Regions from separate parts of the Sus scrofa genome. Here regions 2 and 3 are each linked to region 1. A link is a contact called in public Hi-C and promoter capture Hi-C data. All regions are on one chromosome and are shown on one strand. The core of a region is the stretch at or near the end of the contact, and the rest is flanking DNA. Distances in the headings are between cores, read along the strand shown. Region 1 overlaps TRMO (tRNA methyltransferase O). Region 2 has its middle 24 kb from the start of XPA. Region 3 holds the start of XPA (DNA repair protein complementing XP-A cells).

Region 1 (4,530 bases), core at 521-3,020:
CATCCTCATGGATACTAGTTGGCCACAACCCTAACTCCAACCCTACCTTTTTTTGTAAAAGTGCAACATAAATATACAATGACTCAAATTTGATTGGTTTGTGCAGTATGAATTCACAGGGCAAGTGGCCCCCTCTGTCAGAACACAGAGTGTATCCCTAAGTTGTTGCCCTACTGTGAGCAATGAAAAGGCTTTTTCTTGTGTTTGATCACAGTCATGTTCCTGGACCTAAACCTTCAGTCCTCTGTGAGGTGCATCTCCTGGAACACACAAGGGCAGAGAAGGGGCAGACAGCAGAATAGTGAGGATGCTGGGAAGTCATGCAGTGGCTACCTAGATGAGGAACCTTATTGTCAATAATGACCAAAAATCCCTATTATATTTCACTGAGCTTTAATCCTTAATCCTTATGGCTTACCTCTTCTCTGTCACAGAGGTAGAACTTCCGTTAAAAATTTCACACCATGATTACAATTCTACTTTTTTTTTTTTTCTTTCTGTCTCTTTAGAGCCAAACCCACGGCATATGGAGGTTCTCAGGCTAGGGGTCCAATTGGAGCTGTAGCTGCCAGCCTACGCCAGGAACAAAGCAACACGGGATCTGAGCTGCGTCTACAACCTACACCACAGCTCACGGCAACATCGGATCCTTAACCCACTGAAAAAGGCCAGCGATCAAACCTGCATCCTCATGGATGCCACTCAGGTTTGTTAACCGCCATGACAGGAACTCCCAATTCTACTTTCTTATAAAAGAAAGGGAGACTACTGTGAAATACCTGGGCTGAAATCAGGAAAGAAGGTGGGAGAGAAAGGGTGCTAAAAAGGATCATACATAAGAAAGGGACTGAGCGGGGACCTGCAATGAAGGTGGCTCCTGGTATGTGTGCAACCTCAGGAGGAAAAGCCAGGTAGGCAGGTGGCATCTTGTCACTGGGTCCTTAAGGTGGGAGAGGGAGCACTTGGTGATAATTCCCTTAGCAAAATATCCTGTAACTTGCTAAAACAAGTCCTTTAAAAAAAATTTCTGTCATGATAATAATAATAAAACAAGGCCATGCATACATGAGATTTTAGGGACCCTGGATTCTCCTGAGTCTGCATGTCTAGCCAGGTAAGCCAGAGCACAGTGGCAGAGAAATGGTGTTGATGCTGACAGGCATAATTTTAAAATGACCTACATTTACAGACCATGGAAGAGTTTAAAAATACTTCCCAGTGGCTCAGCTAGTTAAGGATCCAGCATTATCACTGCTGCGGCTCTGGATACTTCTGTGGTACAGGTTTGATCCCTGGCCTGGGAATTTCCACATGCCACAGGTACGGCCAAAAAGAAGAAGAAAAAGAAAATACTTCCCCAAGTAGCATCCTGGTAACAGTTCTGTGAGGTCAGGAAGTAGAGACAGAAGCAGTGACTCCCTCAGGGTCACACAGCTAGCACAGTGCAGAGCAGAGAGTGGCACGTTTTCTGAGGCACCTCCCACACTGCTTCTGAGGAGGTTCCAGGCAGAACCAGCGGGAATGGGCAGTTCTGCCCTGATTCCTCTCCCTGCTCTCCATTTAGTGACTGGATTCCCATGAACATCGCTCTAAGTGAAGCAGCCGGAGCTTCTGCAGCATATGGAGCTGCCCACCCTCAAACAAAGCAGCTTGGTTTGCTCAGCATCTGCACCTGCAGCATCTGCATCTGCAGATGGGGGAGGCAAGCTGGGGAGGGAACCAACTCTGAAGCCAGGCTGCATGCACTGAAACCCTCGCTGCTTGGCTGACCAGCTGTGTGAGCTTGAGCACGTGACTTAACCTCTGATCAATGCAGAGAAAGCATTAGCCCAGTGCCAAGGACAAGCTGAAAGTTCAGGGACTACTACACATTTTCATTATTACTGAGTCCTCATCTGCCTCCTTTGGGACCATATCATAAAAATCTAACCAACAAAGTTGACAAACACGACTCATGGATTTCGTTAATGAGTCTACCTGCTTGTGCACAGCCTCCACGTGCCGGAATAACTCACCCATTATGCCAAATTACAATTTAAAAATTGAATAAATGGCACCCATCCTTCTAATCTCTTCCTGTATGTGATTGACAAGTATCAGCATTTCTTGCGGAAGTTACTGTTCTGGAAAGCCGGGGCAGGTGGGCTGAAAGCCAAAATTACCTAAACAGCTTGAACTGGAGTTTATCGCCAAGCTGGTGAAAGCTATCAAGGGCTCCCCCTACAGGCACCAAAAAGCAAAAGCTAAACTCTAAGATGGATGTCATTTGCATCTCTCTCTTTTGGGTTTCCAAGATGGACCAGAATAGATTTACTTTAAATGATTTCTCTTTCTGAGGGATGGAAGTTTTGTGACCCAGAGATCCAAATTTCCTCACAAGAGGACACTGAAAATACTTGTCTAGAGACAAAAGTTCAGACAGGGATTCAAGGATTGGGGGTAGGATGAGGCTTAAGAACATATTATATGAGAAAACATGGGCACCTGATCAGCTTTACCTGTGGCTGCACTAGAGGGTGGAGTTATCAGTGAACAGATATGATCTCCCATAAAGGAAGAGCACTTTAATAATGAGCTCCCTGGGCAGGGGTGAAGGGTCGTCGCTGCTGGGTTTAAGGAGGCGGAGAAGGCCAAACACTGGGAACATGGAAGAGACTAGTGAGCTGGCAGAGCACTAAGCTGAATTATATTTGGGATTTTAGTTCTAAAACCCTGAGAATGTATATTAAAACCCCAAACCACGGAACAGTCCCCTTGCTAGAAGGCTGGTTGGTACTGTCCTCAGAGTTATTTTTTCCATATTAAATATCAAAATTTGTACTTCAAGACCTGAGTCAAGGTAAACTTAGGAGAAAAGAATTCAAAATTGGAGCAAAGGGTAGACTGTACCAATGTCAACTTCCTAGTTTTAACATGATACCATAGTTATGTAAGATATTATCACGGGAATAAGCTAGGTAAAGGATACACGGGCCCTCAGCACTATTTTTGCAGCTTCCTGTGAATCTATAATTATCTCAAAATAAAAAGCTTTTAAAAATCAAATTAAAGATACTTCCCCAAGAGGTTCGAACTAACTGCAAAGACAACCCAGTTTGTTTCAGCCATGGAGTGTCATCAGCCACTAAAGACTCTGTGCAAGTATCCACAGGCAGCTGGGTTCATTTCAAAACCATGATCAATCAGCTATTAAGATTTACAGCTGTGATTAGGAAAGCCTCTGTCATGTTGACAGGTGTCTGATTTGGTTACGCTGATCATAAATCTCCAGCTGTCTGCACTCACATTGTTAAAATCACCTATAGGCAATACATTCTTGCAGCTGCTTCCCATGTGGTACTCACAGGAACCATGTACAGACTTAATTACTCTACTTATCTAACTGTAATACAACAATGTGCTTGTGTCTTCTTTCTCCACAACTACGACTTGCAACAAGAAGTGCATCCTTTTCATCTCATTCTATCACCAAAATCTAACTCTCAATCATGAAATAAACTAGTAATTAAGTTACTTTCTTGGATTTCTCAAAGTGACTTTCTTTCCTGATACAAAGACATCCAAAGAAATCTTTGAGTCTCTATTTTGGAATCAAGATTAAATATATACACATACATGTCTGTATGTGTGTGAGTCTGAAACACTGGGGTTTGAGCTTGAAAGATCTTTATAATAGCTTGGTTTTGATTTGTTAGTTTAAGATATTATAACTCAGTCTGATTTAGAATACAGAGGTCAGGCTTTTTCAAACAAAAGAAACGATATAATTGTTGAACACATCCACACACCACCCCCCCCAGCTTAAGCCCAGTTTTATCAAGTGCTAAGAACAATTGGCTTCTTTCAGAAAACATGGAGACAGCATTACCTTTGGATTCTTCAATATTAATAGATCAAAAGCAATCAGTCATACGGTGATTTCTCCAAATTTTTTCTTAGTTTTTATTAAAATACATGTTTTTCAAATAAATATTCTGAACAACCCAAGTCAATCAAAGCAATGGGATCACAAAGTGCTGCTTCTTTCTACAAGGAAGATAAATCACTGGAGTTCCCACTGTGGTGCAACGGGATCAGTGGCCTCTTGGGAGTTGTGGGATGCAGGTTCGATCCCCAGCCTGGCACAGTAGGTTAAGGATCTGGTGTTGCCACAGCTGCGGTTTGGGTCAAGACTGTGGCTCAGATCTGATCCCTGGCCCAGGAATTCCATATGCCGTAGGGTGGCCAAAAAACAAAACCAAACAAAACAAAAAAGGTACATCATTAACTTGTACAGAAAATCCAACAGCCACACCCGAAGTCAATTTAGCTGTTTTTCTGGTTTGTTTTTTTGTTTGCTTTTTAGGACCACACCCAGGCAAGGGGTCGAATCGGAGCTATAGCTGCCAGCCTATGCCACAGCCACGGTCACACAGGATCCAAGCCACATCTGCAACCTACACCACAGCTCATGGCAATGCTGGATCCTCAACCCACTGAGCGAGGCCAGGGATCAAACCCCAACCTCATGGTTCCTAGTCAGATTCGTTT
Region 2 (4,483 bases), core at 743-3,242, 170 kb before region 1:
CTAAACGGGCTTTGGCTTCCCCTCTATAGTGGGAGTGATGATGTTTCATATCTCTAGGACTGCAGCGAGGATTAAATCAGATGACGAGGGTGAAGCTCACAGCAGAGACTGATATACAGCTGCCTAGAAAGATCCCATCTTGCAAACTACTGTCACTACTACTTGCATGGCCTGTTGGGGGCACTTCTCAGCTTAGCACTTCTCCACTTGGAATTTTGCTGACAAGCCAGAGATGGCTGCATTCTTGTCACATTCCAGGATTATTTTGGACTGTCTGTTTGTGGGTTCTTCTTTCAGTGTCGATGGAAAACCAAGGTTATATAACATCCATAAGCCAATTTTTTGAAACCCATAAAGAAAAAGTAATGAGCATTAGAGAGAAACGGATGTGCCTGGGCTACAAAGACAGGATTCTGGGCCTTCATCTGCACTGTTTCTTCACCTGCAATGATTTTGCAGTATAAAAATTCCAAAGGCAACTATGCAATAGGGCCTTAAATATAACAGAAAAACACAGGACTTAGGGAATTCCAACTCACACTTTGGCCAAGACTCTGCCACTATGTGAGTCTCAGTTTTGTTTTTTTTGTAAACATTTTTTTTTTTTTCATTTTTGGCTGCCCTGCAGCATGTGGAGCTCCCAGGCTAGGGATAACAGCCAAGCTGCAGTCGTGACCTAGGCCACAGTTGCAGCAATGCCAGATCCACGGTGCAGGGCTGGGGATCAAACCTGCATCCCAGCACTCCCAAGATGCTGCTGATCCCATTGTGCCACAGTGGGAGCTCCAAATGTTTTTAACTGAAGTATGGTTGATTTACAACAATGTTGTGTTAGCTTCAGGTGTTCATCAAGGGATTTAGTTTCAGATACACACACATACACACACGCACACTCTCTCCCTCTCTCTTTTTCAGGCTCTTTTCCTTTATAGGTTATTGCAAAATACTGAGTATAGTTTCCTGTGCTACAGAGTAGGTCCTTGTGGGTTATCTAGTCTACATATACCAGTGTTAATCCTAACCTCCTAATTTATCCCTCCACCCCCCTCCCCTTTCCCCTTTGGTAACCATAAGTTTATTTTTATGTCTGTGAGTCTATTTCTGTTCCTTAAGTTCATTTGCATCTTTTTTTTTTCTTAGATTCCACTTATAATGACATCATATGATATATTTGTCTTTCTCTGGCCCATTTCACCCAGCATAATAATTTCTAGGTCCATCCATGTTGCTGCAAATGGCAAATTTCTCCCTTTGATGGCTGAGCAATATTCATATACACGACATCTTCTCCAATGATGGACACCCAGGCTGCTTCCATGTCCTGACCACCATAAACATGCTGCAGTGAACAGTGGGGTGCATTCATCCCCCAAATGATGGTTTTCTCCAGATATATGCCCAGGAGTAGGATCGCAGGATCACATGGCAGCTCCCTTCCCAGTTTTTTAAGGAACCTCCACACTGCTCTCATTGGAAGCCTTAGTTTTTAAAATCTGTGACATGGAATAATGTGCTTTTCCCTACCTCTCTCAGAGTTGTCAGCTGGGTTCCAAAGGAAGAGCCAGAGACCAATTTAAACATTACCTACTCCATCACTTATTTTACAAATGAGGAAACAGGGTCCCAGAAAAGGCAACTTACCTGCCCAAGATTACCCAACGAGTTAGCAGCTGATCTGGGGCTGGAACTCAGCCTTCAAGAGATACCCCTTTTCTCTTTAGAAGGCTGATGAGACATATGTGATAAACCATAATAAAGCATGCGAATGTCATTTGAGGTCACTGGTCTTGATGATGGCTAGACTTAGGTCTCCCGGTTTCTTTTTCTAAAGTTCTATCCACAATGGATACAAGTCCTGATCCTCTGCCTCTGAAGGAAGGGCATGGGGTATGTGAATTACCCCGCAACTATGGGCCTCTGATCCTAATCCCCACTGGCCGGCTGCTCCTGACAGCAGTGACGTCTCCCACCCCTGTGTGCCCTTTGATCAGGTATGCGGGGAATGAGCCTGTGCATAAGTCCACTTGACCTTCTGCAGGGAGACATGGTGAAGGGGACAGGGCATGGGGAACCTTTTAGTGGCAAATGATTCTCCCCTGGCTTGGGTAAACATCCCTTAAATCAACACATAACTCTCAAATATTTGTCTCCCTGAGTTGGACTTTATTCTTTCTAAAATGTATGAAACTGCAAAACAACGTGGGAGGTTTCTAATAAATGTCTACCACTCTCCAAAATCAAATGTCTTCTTTCTTTTTACCTATCATTAAAAAAATACAACAACAAAATATACTATCTGGAGAAACAAAGCTATTTACATGGTGGTGGGACAGGGGAAGTGCTATCTGAATTAGCAGAAAGAGGCAGAAAGGAGGTTTGGCCACCTTGCCCTACAACAACTAGGGATATCCAACACTTTGTGTCCCTTCTCTCACATCTAGAGGCACCAGGAATGGATAGATAGATAGATAGACAGACAGACAGGTCAATAGATAGATAGATAAATATGATAGATAGACAAGACAGACAGATAAACACAGTAGAGTTTAAAAGAATCAATCAGTTTTCACTTGAAACAAATTAAATGGTCTAGAATCAACTATAACAGAGACCTTGGAACTACCAGTGTGTCTAATACTTTCATTTGTTTTCATGTTACTAAGTAGCATCCTTTCATTTCAGCTTAAAGAGCTCCTGCCAGCATGATGATTCTTATTCCTACCAAGCTTAACCATGATGGTTGCAAAAAGCTAATCTTCCAACCTTAGCACTCCTTCACATTTACTGGTTAGCATTTTACTGAAAGCAAGAGCCCTTTCCTCTCCTCTATGTATTCACCCACTTATTATTCATCTATTTATTATCAGTACAGATTCATAGATTCCCATTTTTTCAATGGTTTACTATTCCATATTTTCTTAATTATTTTGATGCTCAAATTATCCCATATTTGGCTAGTTGGAGCCTATTCAAGATAGTTCCCATGTCTTTTTGACTTGCCCCCCATTTTTTTTTTTTCTTTTAGCACTGCCTTACTCTCCAGCACAACAAGATACCTAGTTCATCTTGTGAAAGAAAAGCATAAAGATTGGGGTCGGGGGGGAGTGGCATTTACAGATCAATAAAGATCACTGTACATTGTCAAATTACAGATATTAACCAAGGATAATCATTCTAACTAACACTAACATAAGAAAAATGAGTATGCAGAGAAAAAAAAAGGTCTAGAAGAAAATGCTAGAAAACTAGAAGAAACTGTTGGGATTATGAGAATTTTTTTCATATTGCTTTTTTCTATATATTCCAGATTTTATGTGGTGAGAATGTATTATGTTTATAATGGAAAGTTTTATGTAGAAAGTCTTTTCTTCTTAAGAATAATGGAGTGAGGAGTTCCCATTGTGGCGCAGTGGTTAACGAATCTAACTAGGAACCATGAGGTTGCAGGTTCGATCCCTGCCCTTGCTCAGTGGGTTAAGGATCTGGCGTTGCCGTGAGCTGTGGTGTAGGTTGCAGACGCAGCTCGGATCCCGCGTTGCTGTGGCTCTGGTGTAGGCCGGTGGCTACAGCTCCGACTGGACCCCTAGCCTGGGAACCTCCATATGCCGCGAGAGCGGCCCTAGAAATGGCAAAAAAAAAAAAAAAAAAAAAAAAAAAGAATAATGGAGTGAGAGTTCCTGTCATGGCTCAGCGGAAACGAATCCCACTAGCATCCATGAGGATGCAGGTTCAATCCCTGGCCTCACTTAGTGGGTGAGGGATCTGGCATTGCCGTGCGCTGTGGTATGTGTCTCAGATGCAGCTCAGATCCTGCATTGCTATGGCTCTGGCATGGGCTGGCAGCTGTAGTTCTGATTCCTTAGCCTGGGAATTTCCATATGCCTTGGGTGTGGCTCTAAAGAGGAGAAAATAATAATAATAATGCAGTTGGCCAGCTTTGAGAATATTACACGAGAATTTATGTTAACAAACGCTATTAAAAATCACTGAAAACAGTTTACCATCGTCAACTGAGCTGTCAAAACAAAGCCCTGTGACACACACTGACACTGAACCAGGTCTTAGAAAACTTGGGCTTCTAGACCTGGTTCTGCCATGTATATCTGGGTGACTTTAGGGAAATCAGTTAATCAATTTGGGCTTCAATATCTTTCTTTCCTTCTTTCTTCTTTCCTTTCTTTCTCTCTTTTTCTTTTTAATGACTGCACTAGAGGCATATGGGCCAGGGAATCCGAGCCCAAGCTGTGACTTATGTCACAATGCCGGATCTTTCAACCCACTGCACTGGGCTGAGGCTCAAACCTACACCTCCGTGGTGACCCGAGCCACTGCAGTCAGATTTTTAACCCACTGTGTCACAGTGGAAACTCCTGGGGCTCAACTTCTTCATCTGGAAAAGAAGATAATTTCTTCCTATATCAGCAGTGTAATGAGGCTCAAATGAAACCATGCATATAAAACCTCTTTTAAGATGTTACAAAGG
Region 3 (4,504 bases), core at 1,222-3,721, 200 kb before region 1:
CTGTGGGTTAAGGATCTGCCATTGCCATGAGCTGTGGTGTAGGCTGCAGATGTGGCTTGGATCTGGCATTGCTGTGGCTGTGGTGTAGGCTGGCAGCTGCAGCTCCAATTCGAACCCTAGCCTGGGAACCTCCATATGTCATGGGTGCAGCCCTAATAAGACAAAAAAAAAAAAAAAAGAGAGAGAAAAGATATGCAAATAGCCAATGACCACAAGAAAGTTCTCATTATCATTGGCAATTAGGAAAGTACAAACTAAAACTATAATGAAATACCACCACTCCCACCAGCATACCCAAAAAGAAATACATAAAAAACTGATTCACTTTGCCGTACACCTGAAGCTAATAAAATATTTTAAGTCAACTACACGCCAATAAAATTTTTTAAAATATAAAAATAAGGGGATTAGAGTATAAGTACTGTTTCTGTTAACAGTACTTCTCATACTACCTTTTTATATATCCCTCCACTAGACTGAACCATTTTTCTCTAATTCTGAAAAATAATTAAGCATTCCGTGAATTTTGCTGAATGGATAGAAATGGATGAATGTACCAAAATATGATTCTGATTTCATGAAGTGTAGCAAATGATCAGAATGACTATGAGTGCAATGAGAATTAAGGGAAACTGGAATAATCAAGATGATAATTTGATCAGGATCCTGAACAATGCTAAAATATGCCAAAAACAAAGCCCAGTTTCTCTCTACTCTTATGCCTTGCTATGCCCCCCAGGCCCTTAACACTACTCTTAGCAACATATTCTAAGCAACTTCTCATCTTTTTTCATGGCTTATGTCATACCACACACAGAAAGTGGAAATTATACAGTACATTGAAATAAAAGTACTACAAAGATAAAAATCTCGGCTCTTGAAGCACTGCAGGTTGCATACACTGTTACAGCACAATTTGGTTCTTTGGTAAATGCCCAGGAAATCTTAAAAAATATTCATACTACCTTGCTTTCCATTATCAGAAGTTTAATACCAGTTTATGCTCTATTTTGTACCCCTGTTCCACAGCCATTTAGTACAAGTCTTGAAACCTTTATGGAATCATAAATATGAATTTATCAATGCAAATGAACAATTTTTTGCATTGAGACCAGAACCATTAAAAGTGGCTAGGGTTTTCAGATTCAGTGTCAGTATGAATCTCAAGACACCCAGCTAGCTCTTTTCACTCTTCCTTACTCCTGGCTGATGAAAGGGTTAAGTAGATGATACAGTTTTGTGTTCAACTGCTCACACACTACACAGTTGGTTGAGGAACACAGGTGCTTCGTGTCATGGAGGCAGTCCTAAAGAATCACATGTCAATCAAACTATATTTTAGGTACCATGGAGAAGACTACCACTTGATCCCAGTGGAGAGTTATATGATAAACACATACATGATAAGCAAATAGACAAATGCACAGCCAAGGGCTGTCCTAATAAAGGGAAGATGAAATCCAGACAAGAATAACACAAGAATAACAGCCTTTCTTCCTAAGGGTGAGAGAAATGCTTAGTATAGCAAAGGAAGCTGGTGAACAAGACCTTGAACCGAGGGTCAGATGACCTGAGTTCTAGTCCAGATTAGCCTTTGCACTTGCTGAGACGAACCTGAGCAAACCTCTGTCGCTTTCTGGCGCTCAATTATCTCCTCAGTAAAACATGGATACCAAACCCTGCCCTAATTATTTTCAGGTTAGCTGTGAGAGCCAAATTAGCTACTTGGAAACTTTGACACACAACAGTTGTCACTCGGTTAGCCCCACGGAGTCAGTAGCTAATGTCTGTTTGCTCCTCTCTGCGCCCAGCACGTAGCAAGCACTGTGTGCCAATTAGGGAATATGCACTCAATCACCCTGCGTTAAATGGATGAATAAGGAAGCAGGTGCAGGATTACTAAAATGTGTTACGAGGTCTAAAAGCTTTATACAAAGACCATCCCGGGACTGGTGGAAGCTGCAGGCAGAGAACAGAAAAGGAGAACGGAGACATTGCCTGGCTCCTCCCGACAGCGAGGGCGGCGGCATCCCCAAGCCAAGGACGGCCGCTGGACCGCCCAGGTGCCGTGAGGCAAGGCCAGGGCTGGGAGTCAGAAGTCGCCCTGTGGTCTTGGACACCCCGCTGTGACAAGGCCAGCTGAGCTGAATCCCTCCGAGGACTGCGGGGGAGGGTCTGGTCGCCACACCAAGGACGGGGCCCCAGGTCCGCCAGGAGAGAGATGGGGCAGACGCCGCTAGGGTCCAAACCTCCGGTAGCCGCAGCCGTCGTCGCTGGGTAAGGCCGGGCCGCCAGCCGGGCCTGGCGCAACATCAGCGCCCGCTGCCGCTTACGCTCGATGTTCGCCCGCACTGAGGCAGGCAGCTCCGCCGGCTGTTCTGAAGCCGCCGGCTGAGATGAAGACCCTTCAGCAGCCGCCATGTCCAACCTCCCCAGAAGACTGTGGCAATAGCCCCCACGCAGGCGCATTGAAACGCCAAAGCTGGTCGAGGCCCCGCCTCCGCGCTGGCGGTAGGGAGCGCGCCTGCGCATTTTGAGAAGGACTTGCAGAAAGGAGCGGTAGTTGGAATCTGCGCAAGCGTCAGAGCGGAGTTTACTTGTTGGCTTTGTAACTCTGAAGTCGCCGGCTGGTTCCAAGATCAGTGTTCAGGACCCAGTCATCTTTAAAATAATAGCTTCGCTTGGTGGTTCAGCACATGGGCATTGGAGTCAGACTTGGATGAAATCTTAGTTCTGACACTTGCCATCTGCGTGGCCTTCAGTAAGTCACTTACCCTGAGTTCAGTTTCAACAGTAGTAAAATGAGGATAATTACAGAACCACTTAATAGAGTTGTTGAGAAAATTAGATGTAGTCTTTCCGCACAATGCCTGGCACATAGAAAGCTTCCCAAAATGATGGCAGTTAGTAGTAACAGTAGTTTCAATCAAAAGAAATCAGCGGATGATTGGTATGACTACTTTGAAATTCTGGCCTAGACAGAGTCATAGATTTGAAATGAGAACACCTGGGTTTAAACTCTGGGTGACAAAAGGCAAAGGCAGCACCAATTACCAAAGCTGGTATGCGTAAGTTTGGCTAACTTTTCCATGGAATATTTCTAGAGTGTGGATGAACTTACTTTGGATTTGAGCTAAACCCTGACTTCCCAAAAGTGTGGCAAATGAAGCAAAATAAATATGGCATGCTTTCCTAAAAATGTATTTTTTTATGACAATAAAACTTAATTGAAGCCAGAAAACATTAAGTTCTAATTACCACTTATACCATTGGGACTAGTTCTTAGAACAAACTGGCCCACTGGATAATACCTAACATTCACAGTTTGAGAAGCACAACCTAGTGGTTTTAGTCAATCAGTTATATGTATATCTAAGCTGGAGGACCTTCTATAGAGTAAATAAGTGCTGCGATCTCCTAGTTGAACTGGAGACAGATTTCAAACCATCCCTACTCCTTTTCCCCTCAAATTCCTCTCGCTCCCTATCCATTGATCTTGTCCCATGATAAAATCTCAAGTTTCATATGATAACGAAAGCACAAACAGGATAAAATTAGATAAATTAACTTAATAAAAATTAGTGACTTTTGGAGTTCCCGTCGTGGCTCAGTGGTTAACGAATCCAACTAGGAACCATGAGGTTGCGGGTTCGGTCCCTGGCCTCCCTTAGTGGGTTAAGGATCTGGCATTTGCTGTGAGCTGTGGGTGTAGGTCGCAGACACGGTTCGGATCCCGAGTTGCTGTGGCTCTTGCGTAGGCTGGCGGCTACAGCTCTGATTAGACCCCTAGCCTGGGAACCTCCATATTCAGCCCTAGAAAAAGGCAAAAAGACAAATAAATAAATAAATAAGTAAATAAGTAGTAAGTTTTGCACATCAAAGGATACTATCAAAAAAGTGAAAAGACAATTCACAGAATGGGAGAAAATGTGTGCAAATCATATACAGGTTTCCATGCCCCCATACAAAAGTAGAGCATTCCTTGTAAATTGGTACAACGACTATGGAAAAGAGTATGGAGGATCCTCAGAAAACTAAATATAGAACTACCATATGATCCAGCATATACCTGGGCATATACCCAAACAAAATTTTCATTCAGAAAGATACATGCACCCCTATGTTCACTGCAGCACTATTCACAATAGCCAAGACATGGAAACAACCTAAATGTCCATCAGTAGATGAATGGATGCAGACGATGTGGTACATATACACAATGGAATACTACTTGGCCATAAAAAGGAACAATGTCATTTGCAGCAACATGGATGGAACTAGAGAGTCTCATACTAAGTGAATTAAGTTAGAAAGAGAAAGACAAATACCATATATCACTTATATGTAGAATCTAAAATATGGCACAGGAAGTTCCTGTTGTGGCTCAGTGGTAATGAGCCCAGCTGGTATCCATAAGGATGCAGGTTTGATCCCTGGCCTCCTCACTCAGTGGGTTAAGGATCCGGCATTGCTGTGAGCTGTGGTGTAGGTGACAGATGCGGTT

Evidence for each region. Promoter capture Hi-C pulls out the DNA fragments that hold promoters and counts their contacts. Hi-C and Micro-C count contacts between places; a contact is called where the count stands out from the background.
Region 2: a contact with region 1 is called in a Hi-C map of liver, with 4 times the contacts expected there. The contact joins two enhancer-like sites. A contact is called at or near these places in 9 of 47 Hi-C or Micro-C datasets (adipocytes, alveolar macrophages, embryonic fibroblasts and 4 more) and 1 of 2 datasets of contacts at active chromatin or transcription factors (alveolar macrophages).
Region 3: a promoter capture Hi-C map of liver shows a contact between it and region 1, with 7 times the contacts expected there. The contact joins the promoter of XPA here to the enhancer-like site in region 1. A contact is called at or near these places in 2 of 5 promoter capture datasets (fetal liver and liver), 9 of 47 Hi-C or Micro-C datasets (embryonic fibroblasts, heart right ventricle, liver and 4 more) and 1 of 2 datasets of contacts at active chromatin or transcription factors (alveolar macrophages).

The regions. Positions count from the first base shown.
Region 1 is chr1:239,764,256-239,768,785 of Sscrofa11.1, forward strand. TRMO (tRNA methyltransferase O) reads right to left here. Exons shown (of 6, transcript NM_001243624.1): 6 at 4,409-4,530. Among named protein-coding and RNA genes, the nearest start is that of TRMO, 20 kb to the right of the region's middle. Within about 2 kb of position 1,771, at least 2 of the 83 cell types and tissues checked have an H3K27ac peak or open chromatin away from gene starts, as enhancers often do. A contact at or near this core is called in liver, where this site is marked.
Region 2 is chr1:239,590,594-239,595,076 of Sscrofa11.1, forward strand. No RefSeq gene overlaps it. Among named protein-coding and RNA genes, the nearest start is that of XPA, 24 kb to the left of the region's middle. Within about 2 kb of position 1,993, at least 4 of the 83 cell types and tissues checked have an H3K27ac peak or open chromatin away from gene starts, as enhancers often do. A contact at or near this core is called in liver, where this site is marked.
Region 3 is chr1:239,566,118-239,570,621 of Sscrofa11.1, forward strand. It overlaps XPA (DNA repair protein complementing XP-A cells), which reads right to left and starts at 2,472. Exons shown (of 7, transcript XR_301366.3): 1 at 2,250-2,472.